2 separate regions of the Mus musculus genome follow, and region 1 is linked to region 2. A link is a contact called in public Hi-C data. All regions are on one chromosome and are shown on one strand. Each heading gives the region's core, a stretch centred on a gene start, on an enhancer-like site or on the middle of the called end of the contact. The rest is flanking DNA. Distances are from core to core; before and after follow the strand shown. Region 1 holds the start of Ppie (peptidylprolyl isomerase E (cyclophilin E)). Region 2 holds the start of Ppcs (phosphopantothenoylcysteine synthetase).

Evidence for each region. A called contact is a pair of places that touch in the nucleus more often than the background predicts.
Region 1: a contact with region 2 is called in a Hi-C map of B cells, with 5 read pairs. The contact joins the promoter of Ppie here to the promoter of Ppcs in region 2. A contact is called at or near these places in 1 of 39 promoter capture datasets (cranial neural crest) and 1 of 484 Hi-C or Micro-C datasets (B cells).

What each region holds. Positions count from the first base shown.
Region 1 is chr4:123,138,453-123,145,103 of GRCm38.p6, reverse strand. It overlaps Ppie (peptidylprolyl isomerase E (cyclophilin E)), which reads left to right and starts at 5,153. Exons shown (of 10, transcript NM_019489.6): 1 at 5,153-5,202; 2 at 6,140-6,238. The coding sequence starts at 5,172.
Region 2 is chr4:119,420,935-119,427,324 of GRCm38.p6, reverse strand. Ppcs (phosphopantothenoylcysteine synthetase) reads left to right here and starts at 4,905. Exons shown (of 3, transcript NM_026494.4): 1 at 4,905-5,479; 2 at 5,642-5,745. The coding sequence starts at 4,972. Zmynd12 (zinc finger, MYND domain containing 12) reads right to left here and starts at 4,641. Exons shown (of 8, transcript NM_001014900.2): 1 at 4,330-4,641. The coding sequence starts at 4,439.

The DNA.
Region 1 (6,651 bases), core at 3,904-6,403, 3.7 Mb before region 2:
GCCATCCTCAAAATACATCAACATATTCAGCTAGCCAAAGCCCCCAGGTGTGGGGTTTCCTTCCATGGGCTTAGCTGAATCACTGATGGTAGAATTCAATTTCCTGTCTCCTACCTTCTCTGAGGGATCTGGAGGTGGAACTAAAACATTCAGCCCCTGATGAAGATGCTGATTCCTCTCATAACCAGTTCCCATCTTGAGACAGTGAAAGGGCCCCACAATGATTCAACTGCTGAGCAATAACTCAGAAATGATCCAAAATGGGATAACTATGAATCGCAGAAGACTTGATCACATCATCCAGGCAATTCCAAGGGGTTTTAAGCACTTGGAACTTTGGTCAAAGATCAGTTACACAAATGTATTCTTTTTTTTTTTTTTAAGATTTATTTATTTATTTATTTATTTATTTATTTATTTATTTATTTATTATATGTAAGTACACTGTAGCTGTCTTCAGACACTCCAGAAGAGGGCGTCAGATCTCTTTACAGATGGTTTTGAGCCACCATGTGGTTGCTGGGATTTGAACTCAGGACCTTTGGAAGAGCAGTCAGTGTTCTTACCTGTTGAGCCATCTCACCAGCCCCACAAATGTATTTCTAATACACCTTCACCACCAGCTCTTCCCTAGTCTGCTACATTAACATCTTGTTCTCCTGGGCTCCACTCAATCCAATCTAGACCCAATGGGCAGTGTCTTAGTTAGGGTTTTCTGCTGTGAACAGACACCATGACCAAGGCAACTCTTATAAAGGATAACATTTAACTGGGGACTGACTTACCAGTTCACAGGTTCAGTCCAGTTTCATCAAGGTGGGGATATGGCAGTGTCTAGGCAGGCATGGTGCAGAAGGAGCTGAGAGTTCTACATCTTCATCTAAAGGCTACTAGGAGAAGACTGGATTCCAGGCAGCTAGGATGAGGGGTGTAAAACCCATGCCCACAGTGACACACCTCATTCCATGGGCCAAACATATTAAAATCCCAACAGTCAGGTTATTGTTTTAAAATGAAAATGACATGCTTGTGGGGGGTGGGGTGTAGTGAGAATTTTGATTGCTTTAAACACTGTAGTGGCTGTTCCTGGTTGTCAACTTGACTATATTTGGAATGAACTACAATCCAGAATTGGAAGGCTCACCAGTGACCCTTATCTGAAGGCTGGGAGATAGAAGTTTCTGATCTGGATCTTGGTACGGAGATCTTGAGGCATAGTGACTATGGATTCCAGAAGATTAAGACAGGGAGATCCCTGAGTTCAAGGTCATCTGGGATAAAGGTGTGGTGGCACACACCTTTAATCTGGGCTACACCTTCTGCTGGAGACCATATAAAGACATTGGAAGAAGGGAGTCTCATTCTCGGTCCTTCCCCTGCTTGCCGCATGGGACTGAGCAACTGCTAGATCCTTGGACTTCCATTCACAGCTACTACTGAACCATTGTTGGGAATTGGACTGCAGAGTGTAAGTCATCAATAAATTCCTTTACTATATAGAGGCTATCCATAAATTCTGTGACTCTAGAGAACTCTGACTAATACAAACACAGAAATGTTATAGGAATATGTTTTTGTTTTAATCCCAGGTATGGGATAGGAGGTTGTGTTAGATTGTCTACAGCAGCAGATTATGATTTGCCTCGTGCTAGCAGGAGCCTGATTTTGCCAGCTGCAATATTTGCAAGTGTATGATGTTTGGAATTCTGGGGACTCTTGAGAGGGTGTAAAAATGCAAGTGCCCTAAGAGTGGTGTGGCAGCAGCAGCTGCTACTGCCCCTGTGGCTGCTGCCACCATTGCTGATTGCTGATTGCTGGTTGCTGGTTGAAACTGTCCTGAAAACCGTGAAGATCAAAACCACCCCAAGGAACTTGATGCTCCTAGTCAGCAGGAAGTAGTCTAATGGTACCGATGCCCCCTTTCTCCTCTAGCCTTCTTTCTTTCCTACCTAGTGTTGGGAGTTGGAAGGGATAAGGATGCAGATGGATGGTAGGAAAGGGAACCCATAAAGTAGCCAAAAGTCCAGCTGCAGGCGGGGAGCAATGACTGGAGATATCTCGCAGTGGCTAAGAGGGCTTGTTGCTTTTGCAAAGAAACCCAGGTTCAAGATCACCACTCATGTGGTGGCTCACAACCATCCATAGCTCCAGTATAGAGGATTTGATGCTGCCTTCTGACCCCTGTGGGCACCAGATATGCACATGGTGCGTATGTGTGCATACAAGCATGCAAAACATTCATACACATCAAGTAAATCTTAAAAAATTAATATGTACCCACAGAGAAGTGTAGTCTTCATCCCTCATCAAGGAAACTTCTGTTTGCAACAGTTGGATGTCACTACAGAAAACAATAGCCAATCAATATGCAGAGTTGAGGAGCCCGGTTCCAGTGGATACATCTACAAAATACTCCCACACCTATGGCCCAGGGAGCATTGCAGAAAGGGTGTGTGTGTGTGTGTAAGCCATAGGATTTTGGCTTTTGCTCTAAGACTGTGTTTCTTAGTAACATCAGAAGTACACTCAGAAAGTCTCAAGAGCTTGGCCACCCAAATATGAGCTGAGTAAGGAGGACACCAATAAACACACCAAGCTGCACAGGATAAAGCCAGCAAGACCCCAACACTACACAAAGAATTACAGGCAACTGAGTGGATCCGGGAGCAGGAAAATGGCTCTCCTCAGGGAAGAAATAGTCAGCTCCAGTGTGCCAAATGGTCAGCTCTAAAACCACACAAACAAGTAACATTACGCCGGACATGGTGGTGCACGCCTTTAATCCCAGCACTCGGGAGGCAGAGGCAGGTGGATTTCTGAGTTCGAGGCCAGCCTGGTCTACAGAGTGAGTTCCAGGACAGCCAGGGCTACACAGAGAAACCCTGTCTCGAAAAACCAAAAACCAAAAACCAAAAAACAAAACAAAAACAAAAAACAAGTAACATTATATGAATTCAACTGGTTATATTTAGGAATACATATATGTATATATAAATATATAGTTGGCATGTAGTAACAATTGACTTAAAAAAAAAAAGAGGCCATACATTTGAAGGATAGTGGGAAAAGGATTACGGGAGGGCTTTGGGGGAGGAAAGGAGAAAAATGTTATATTTAAAATATAATATCAAAAATTAAAAAGTGGGAAAAGATCAGTGTAAATGTGACCATGTAACTTCCTTGCTATCACCCCATGATAGCTTCTCAAAATCCCCAAGTTTTTCACAAAGCTTGCAGGCCCTGACATGAGGTGGCCTCTACCCATCTCTCCTGCCTGAACATGTGTCCTCCATTTCCACCTCATTATGCTCCTGCCTCTCAGCTCAGCTTCCATCTTAAAAGTCTCCTCAAGGGGCTGTGAGGTGGCTCAGCTGGTAACAGCGCTTGCCTTGCAAACCTGGGACCTGATCTGGTAGGAGGAGAGAATCTACTCCATCAAGTTGTCCTCTGGCTTCCACAAGTATGCGTATACACACACATTTGAATAACAAAGTTTATAAAAGTTACCTCAGGAAAATCTAAATGCTCTGCCTACAGTAGCTGAGGATATGGATCAGTGGTAGAATATTTGCCGAGGAATGGTCTTCAGCTCTACGTCTGATCTCCAGCACCGTAACTGAAGGGACCCGCACACAGTGTTCCCTCTTGAACACTGGGTTAGGCACAAACCACACTCAAACACCTATTTCCATAGAGAGATCCTTTACTGAGCAGGGGAAAGTGACTGTTCTCCGCTCAGGCAGACAGCAGCAGCAAATGACCTTGTGGGTGTGATGTTTTTTTAAGAGGAAAAAGAGGGGAATCTGTGATAGAATGGCTAGGATGTGGTGGTCATGTTTTGGTTGACCGTATTAATTAGGGTAGGCCAAGGGGGGATTTGACTGTTGTAGTGGCTATTTCTGGTTGTCAACTTGACTATATCTGGAATGAACTACAATCCAGAATTGGAAGGCTCATCAGTGACCCTAATCTGGAGGCTGAGAGATAGAAGTTTCTGACCTGGATCTCAGTATGGAGATCTTGAGGCATAGTGGCTATGGATTTCAGAAGATTAAGACAGGGAGATCAAAGATTAAGATTAAATTCCTTTACTATATAGAGACTACCCACAGTTCTGTGACTCTAGAGAACCCTGACTAATACAATTGTTGAACTTTAATACTTTGATAGCTGGACCTTGGTGATCATCCTCAGGAGGAGGCCAAATAAGGGAATAGACCTTATTTGGCCTACGGCTAGCTTTAGGAATATAACCCTGTTTGTTTGTTTGTTTATTAGCAAGGCAGAGGGAATGGGGAGAAGGACAAGGCCTGCCACACCTGTGCTTACCAAGCTTGGGCCTGCTAGAGCCCTTTAACAATACAGCAAAGCTTCCTGTGGTGGTATATGCTTTTAGTCCCAACCCTCAGGAAGAGATCTCTGTAAGTTCAAGGTCAGCCTGGTTTACATAGTGAATTCCAAGATATTCAGGACTACATAGGAAGATCCAGTCTCAAAATAAATACATAAAATAAAACTTGTTAAATTTCTATTTGAGGTAGGTTGGTGGTATTCAATTGGGATTTCAGCACTGGGGAGGCTGAGATCTGGAAGGCATAGTGGGATACTCTAACAAGCAAACAAATGTGATCCTACTGTTTTGTACTGCTATTGAGAACCTATAAATTTAAATATTACGTTAGAACAAGAGTATAGCAAACACTTTGCCCAAAGGGCCAGATGGTAAAATATCAATGGCCGTGGGAGGAACAGGTCTCTTCCCTTTGTAACATGAAAGCAGCCAGACAATAGAAAAGGAACGGATGTGGCTATACTCTAACAATTAAACTTCGTGATATTGAAATTTTAATTTCATATAATTTTCATCTCTCAAGAAATATTGTCGATCCTTCGCCTCACCCCGGTTCAAAGTGTAAAAACCGTTCTTGGCTCCCGAATTGGCCAAAAACAGCTGCCTGGACAGCCCGGACCATAGTGTGTTGGTAATGGTTCAATTGCCGTTAATATCTAGGTTGATCAGACCAAGGTTTGTTTCCTTCCAGCTCTGGGAGCTACAGCCAAGAAGGGGCGGAGCCTGCAGCCGCACAAAGACCCGCCCCGACCTAAGGGGAGGGGCGACGGCGAGGGGGCCGGCCGAGTGCCGGCTTCCGGCGGAAACGGGCGCGAGCAAGATGGCCACCACCAAGCGTGTGCTGTACGTGGGTGAGCAGGCGCGGGAGCTAGACTTAGTCTGAGCAATGTGGGAAAGGGGGAAAGCAGCCGGGGTCTATGGAGGGCTTGCTGGGCCTGAGGGTGTGAGCCCGAGATGGAAGGACAATTCCGGCGACCTTCCTAGTCCACTAAGCGCACAGGAACCCCGACGAGTGACAAGAATTTTGGGCTTCCAAATCCCTCCCGCCCATTCGTTTTACAAACATTCAGTGCGGAATGGCTGGATCTCTGCCCTAAAGGAGGAGTTACCAGACTATCTAGGAGAAAGTGGGAAATAACCTACACACCCTAGCGTTGTAATAGGGACTAACAATGATGACAGGAACTTGGGTGAGGGCAAACTTTCTGTTGCCGGGACGCAGAAGTTGAGCAGGAGTTGGGCAAAGAGTCAGAGTAGAGGCAAAGCTGTTCGCTGCACCGGAGCCGAAGCTCAAAGGCGTAAAAGAGCCTGGCGCCTAGGGGCAGCTGGGTCATTTTTCGAGAAACTCAGGGAAATTGGGGAAAACAAAATGGAAGATACAAGAGAGATCGGCGAGAGTCGGATGATAACCCTGTGTACACTACCAAGGAGCTCTCACTTTATCTTGAGGACAGTGACATTTAAGACTTTGAAGTCTAAGAGAACCGATGGATTCATTTCCACTTATATTTGGTTGGGGGGGGGCGGTTGGAGGAAGGAATTGAGGCAGAGAGGTCAGTTACAAAGCTTTCACAAGAGTTGGAGATCGAATCAGAACTGTTTAAAAGGAGATTGAAGAAAGGAAAGTAGTGTGGGTAGGCTGTAGAGAGAGATGTTTGTGTAGACAAAGGACTGGATGGAAAGATCCCTCCCTTTGCCTGTCATACCAGTGACAGGCAAAGTCCCTGGTGTGCAGGGACCTCTGAGTGTGTAGGACAGCGGCTCAGAAGGTCCTTGGCTCATTTGCAGGCGGGCTGGCAGAAGAGGTGGACGACAAGGTTCTTCATGCTGCATTTATCCCCTTTGGAGACATCACAGATATTCAAATTCCTCTGGACTATGAAACAGGTGGGTCATTTGAGTGTCTTTAACGCTCATTACCCTCCGATAGGGAAAGAATTAAAGTCACATTCCAGTTCTAAATTTACATTCTTAAGTTCTAGTAGAATTCTTGCCCACCATATGAGGCTTTGGTTTCAGTTCCCAGCACTAATCACACAGAGACACACACAGAGGGGCAGAGACACACACAGAGACACACACAGAGGGGCAGAGGGGCAGAGACACACACAGAGACACACACAGAGAGGCAGAGGGGCAGAGACACACACAGAGACACACACAGAGAGGCAGAGGGGCAGAGACACACACAGAGAGGCAGAGGGGCAGAGAGGAGAGAGACAGGGTGGGAATAGCAAGATCTTTAAACTCTGAGTCTGGGGAATCTCCCCACCCCCTAAAAACCAGTAGAGTAGTTGATG
Region 2 (6,390 bases), core at 3,656-6,155:
CAATATGGGTCTTATAGAATATAGAATATTATGAGTTATTTGTTCCTCTTTTTAACAAATTAAAGAATCTGTGTTCATTTTCCTTTAAAGGTGAAAGAATACACCAGCCTGTGTTATCTGGCTTTGGTTTTCCATCACTTGTTATGGATCCAGTCGGACATTGCTTCTTATGTCTGTTTGGTGCTTCTTAGGGATGGGTCTGTTTTTCATCTGGGTTATCTGATTTCTTGATATACAGTGTTCAGAGTGTTCTCTTATAATTTCCCTTATTTCTGCAAGGCCGGCAATAATGGTATCAACTTCAGTTTTGATTTCAGTAATTTGAATCTTCTTTTTCTGGCCCCTCTAGGTAAAGTTCATTAGCTTTGTGATTTTTTTTTTTTTCAAGAAAGTGATGTTCACTTATCCTTTCTATAGTTTTTCCTACTCTCCTTTTTATTCCCCTCTGCTCCTTCTCCTAGCATGTCTGATCTAATGCAGAGCCATGCATGAATGGGTTAATGAATACATTTTTTTTGTTTGTTCTTTAGATGGAATACTAAGTTACTGATCTGAGGTCTTTTCTACTGTGTACATTAACAGCTGTAAATTCATAGGAACTACAAAATCAATGATACCCTATAAGTATGGGTATATGTTGTTGTTTCCTTTTCATTTATCTCAAAGCATTTTTCAGTCTCCCTTTGGCCCACTGGATTTTAAAGAGTGTTATTTTTGACCTGATTGTAAACTTACCAAACTTCCTTCTGTTACTGGTTATGATTTCATTGCACCATAACAGAACCTACCTTCTGTGATTTTATTCCTTCCATATTTATGACCTAACATTGCACTGGAGAAGATGCACGTTCTGTTATTAGGGTGTTCCACAGACTTGGTTGGACCTAGTTAATTTACAGAGTTGCCCTAGTCTTACACTTCCTTAAGGAATATCTGCCTAGTTGTTCTATTCACTCCTGGACGTGGGCTATTAAAGCTTCCCACTGCTGTTACTGCCTGGACCATTCCCTGCTTCGACCCTGTCAGTTCAGCTCTGTGTACTCTGAGGCTCTGGTTGAGGGTATGCAATCATTGGCTTTTGCATTTCTACTGCTAAGGAGACATTTTCACCTACGCATCTATTATACATTATACATATTTCAAAACAGGTAACTATAATCTAGGGGAAAGGTGGCCAGTGTGTTTCTGTTTTTCTTCCGGACAACAACTACTGTGTGTTTCCGGAGCTCCAAGGTCTCAGGTGCAATAACTCAAGCCTCTGGATGCAGCACAAAAGCAGCCATGGGAACTACATGGCTGCAGCCACCACTCTCTCTTCCTCCTCCTCCAGATAACAGGAACACAGCCAAGGATTTAATTTACAAACTATACTACTACCAGAGAAGCGATAGAAAGCATTTTAAGGATTTTGTTGTTTTGTTTAATGGTGGGGGTATCTTAGAGAATTACTGAAAACAGAGTAACAAAAACACTTCACTGGGATTCAGAAGCAGTCACATTCCACAGCAGAGGGACAGACAGGCTGAGTCACTGGGAACGGTGGAAAAGGTAATAAATAATGTATCCAACTTCCTGACCTTTGTTCCACTGACAGTAACTGACATAGCTTGCCTTTTTAAATAAACAGCTTTCTTCATACATTTCTGGGTGCCATCAATATTGAGCTGTCTCACCCATACATTCACCCCAGGCCAGGATATAAAGGAGGAGCTGGGAGCACAGTTAAGCTGTTTATGAGGCCGACATGTTTTATTCAAGCATCATCAGGGTTTATTAACCTCCATCTGGATGCCCTTATGCAAGGCATCCATTCTACCATCCACTAAAGCTTCTCTTTCTTCTTCCTTCCTTCCTTCTTCCTTTCATTTCCTCCCTCCCTTTCTCCTTCCTTCCCTTTCTTTCTGAAACTATTCACGCTGTAGCCCAGGCTTGCCTTGAACTATTAGCCCAGGCCATCCCTGAATTTACAGTGATCTTCCTGCCTTTGCCTCCCATGTGCTAGAATTGCAAGCATGAACCACCACACCCAGTTTCCTACTGCTTCTTATCATCAAATACCACTTGACATTTTCTCCCTGCTGGCCAGCGAAGGCCTTTAAGTTTGTATCACAAACATTCAATTAAAGGGAAAATATCACAAATTACTGTTATCTATATGCTATGATCTACTGTACTATAAACCAAGAGCTCTCTGATATACTACTAATGTTTCTATATGTACTTTCATAAAATTATCCTTCTTAACAATGTTTTATTCCAGGCCAGCAAGATTTCTTCCCAGCAAGTCTTATGATCTGGGCTCGAACCTGCATGCTGAAGCAGAGAACTGTAGAGGGAATCTTTTGTGCAATGTGTGAAATCTTCAATAAAAGGCTTTTGGCCTATGAGCTGAGGCAGGAAATAGGGAGGTAAAAGTTCTGATACAGATAGAGGATTTTTGGGATAGTCAGGAGCGAGAAGGAGATTCGCCCAGGAATGCTGATGGAGACAGAAGCATCAAACTGAAGAAGAGGTAACTTGCCATGTGGCACTCATAGGATGAATGAATAGGATTTTTGGGATACATGATGGTTGGGGAACAAAGCTAAAGATAATTCAGTCTGAGTCGCTATTTCTGGGAACAAAAAGGTGGTAAAGCCTGGGCTACAGAGAACTCACTCCTGAAAGCTGTCCTTTGATCTGTGCTCTCTCTCTCTCTCTCTCTCTCTCTCTCTCTCTCTCTCACACACACCAATACAATTAAATAAATAAATGTCCTGTTTTTAAAAGATCTATCACCTTGGAACATATTCACAATTCATAGTTTATACCATAAATATACAGAAGAAAATAGAAGAAATTCCACAAAAATGTCAGGCTGTTTTACTGAGCACTGGGATGCTGAACTCCAGCCCATGCTCACTTGCCAAGAATGAGGACGGCTGTATCACGTAGGACATGGAGGAAGGGCACCTGGAACAGTCTGAGAAGGGGAGGATCCTGTGATCTAACGAGAAGGCAGGGTCTGCCTTCCCCTGTCCCACACTGCTGCTGCCTGCCATCGTGACCCTCCCCTGTCCCACACTGCTGCTGCCTGCAGGAAGAAATGCATCTTACAAATACATATTATTTATGCAGTATAAATGCAGGTTGTGAGTTATTCACCGAATCCCTGTGTGGAAATCACTGGCTGGGACTCACGCAGCTTTCTTTCCCATTTAGGTTTCAGCCAAGGTCTTTCACTCTTTAACCAAACCAGTGCTGTATGGCTGGAACGGCCCACCCTTCTTCTGTGTCTTCACATAGCAAGCCCGTACTGGCCTCTCAATACTCAAATCTTATTTCAAAGAAACCTTTTTTAGATACTGCCCCAGTCACCATGTTACCCTCCTCAGAAGTCTCAGGGCTCAGGAGTGACAGAACTTAGCATGTAAAATGAAAAATAAGGCTTTAAAAAAACCACACACACACACAAGTCATTTGGCTATGAGTTAAGTTTGGAAGGTCAGTATCCTAGTTTTGTGAGGCCCAAAATAGAGTCTAGGGCAGGGGATGTGACTTAGTTGGTAGTTTGTCTAGTATGCACGGTGCCTTGAGTTCTCTCTCTAGTACTACACAAACCAGGCATGGCAACACATACTTGCAACTCCGGCCCTTGAGGGGTGTGGGTACGATGTTCAAAAGTTCAATTCTTAGCTTACATAGTGAGTTTGAGACCAACTACATGAAACTCTCTTATAAAAAAGGATGGGGATGGTGTTAATGCGAATACATTTAAACCCCTCGCATCTTGAATTACTACCTCTCCTACATTCAAACTCCCTTAGCTGTGCACTGGCCAATAGTCTTTCTTCTAGTCCTGAAGAACACGTCTTCCCTACTTAAGAACCCTACCTGTGCCTTTGTAGGGCAAGAACACCGGCTCTTTAGCTCCTTAACTTCAGACCAATCGTCTACTCTGAGAGAAGCTGTCTGCCCAATTTCTCCTCCCATTTCCTTTGACTTGCCATTTCTCCCTGAAATTATCATTTGTCTACTTCTCTGTCTTCAGAGTTCTCCTTGAGCTTTGAGAGGAGAGATCTACAGAAATGGCCCCATTATGTTCAGCACCAGGAAGGGTTTGCAACACAGTAACAGTAGGAGCCCCGCAAAACATCAGGCAAAAAACCCAGCAGAGCCGGAGAAGACGCAGAGGAAGCCACAGAAGTCTTAGACACGCGTCTTCAAGCCTGCTCTGGACTTGTGGGGTCCCTGGCAGGAAAGGCCACAAAGGACAGACACACGAGGCCAGACCCGTGTTGGGAGACAGGGAGGGAGCAGAGGCACCAGGCACCATGTTCCAGGGCCTACCAGTAATAAGTGACTGTACAGGCCGTGCACATCCGCTCGGCCGGGGCTTCGCACACCTCACAGGAGAGCCGGCGCCCCTTGGGCACCGCCAGCGGGTAGATCACGTTCATGGTGCGGCCGGCGGCGTCGGTCTCCAGGACGGTTGCCTGGCTAGCATCCGCAAGGCTGAGGTGTCACGTGACAACCACGGGCCAGCCCGGACGTCGGGATTTCAAGGGCAAGGGGGAGGGGCGGGACTGACTGCGACAATTGGGGAGGGGAGAGCACAAACTCTAAATCTCAAAGGTTAAATAGCCAGAACTTGACTGCCATGTAGCCCGAGCCTGGGGAGAACTATACGGTGGCCGGTATAGGTCAAAAACAACCATTTCGTTTTCCAAACTAGGAAATCCACAGGAAGCATAATTTTTCTGGATTTTCTAGATACGTTCTTCCTCTAGACGCTTCCCGACGGGCTTTCCCAGAACAGGCAAGCATTTCGAGCCTTAGCGAGATCAGGACCTACTGGCGGACATAGGAAAGGGAATGACCATAGTCACTATTTGCGGCTGCGCGCAGCCCAGGTATCCGGAAGGGGGCGTGGCGCCAGCGGCCCGGCGTGCCCGGGCGCTGTGGTTCTACCGTGGGGTGACTACAGTGCAGATGGCGGAAATGGACCTGGTGGCTGAGTTGCCGCGTCCTGCGGGTGCTGCGCGCTGGGCCGAGGTTATGGCTCGCTTTGCGGCCAGGCTGGGCGAGCAGGGCCGGCGGGTGGTGCTGATCACATCTGGAGGCACCAAGGTCCCCCTGGAAGCGCGAGCCGTGCGCTTTCTGGACAACTTCAGTAGCGGGCGACGCGGAGCCGCGTCGGCGGAGGTCTTCCTGGCTGCCGGCTATGGAGTCCTGTTCTTGTACCGAGCGCGCTCGGCCTTCCCCTATGCCCACCGCTTCCCGCCCCAGGCCTGGCTGTCAGCCCTTCGGCCTTCTGGCCCAGCCCAGTCGGGCAAGCTGAGTCTGGAGGCCGAAGAGAATGCGCTCCCGGGCTTTGCTGCAGCATTGCAGAGCTACCAAGAGGCAGCCGCTGCCGGCACCTTTCTGGCTGTAGAGTTTACCACTTTGGCGGATTATCTGCATCTGCTGCAGGCTGCTGCCCTGGCTCTCAGTCCATTAGGTGAATGTTCCAAGGAAATCCAAAGGTTTTCCTGGCTGTAGAGCCGTTCTCCCTAGCCTCTTTTCCCTATTGCTTGCTGCCTACCCCACAGCCAAGGAACCCGAGTTAAAGAAAAGATTCCATGCCCTTCCCCGATTTCTTATACTCCGTTTATCTTCACAGGCTCTTCTGCGATGTTTTACCTGGCCGCGGCAGTGTCAGATTTCTATATTCCTGTCTCCGAAATGCCTGAACACAAGATCCACTCATCTGGTGGCCCACTGCAGGTGATGGGCTCTTCTCTTCCAGAGATCTGACCCCCTCTAACCAATCTTGGGTTACTTTCCTCTTGATCTGGATGGCCTTTCAGCCTTCTGTATGAGCTAGGCACTGGGAATACAGAGATGAATAAGACACTGCCCTCAAGGATCTCACAGTCTAGCGAGGGCCTGGACACCAGCCATAATCACAGATCAGAATGATAAATGCTGTAGTGGAGGTATGTACAAAGTGCAGTCAGATCCCCGGGGTAGTGAGACGGGGGTGTCAGGGTGATGGAGATGACTCATCAAAAGATGGACAGAGGGCCTGATCAAGTGGGGAAGGTTATTCTAAGTGGAGTTACAAGTTGGAGTTTGCAACTGGGTAATGTTCTGTGAACCAAAGTGCTTTGGTAAGGCTGAAGAGGCATCTTGCCTCTTGGTATACACAACCTTTGTATTCCTTAAGACCCTTGAACTTTATCCTGTGGAGCCTGGAGACACAAAGGTGGAAGGAAAGACAAGACGTTGTTTGGATGCAGCAGCATCTTCCCTTTCATTGCAGCCCTCCAGGGACAGATGGGCTCTTCATTTCAAGGCTAGCCTGGTCTACCTAGTGAATTACAGGCCAGCCAGAGCTGCACAGTGAGAGAGTAAATAAATCTCAAAGTA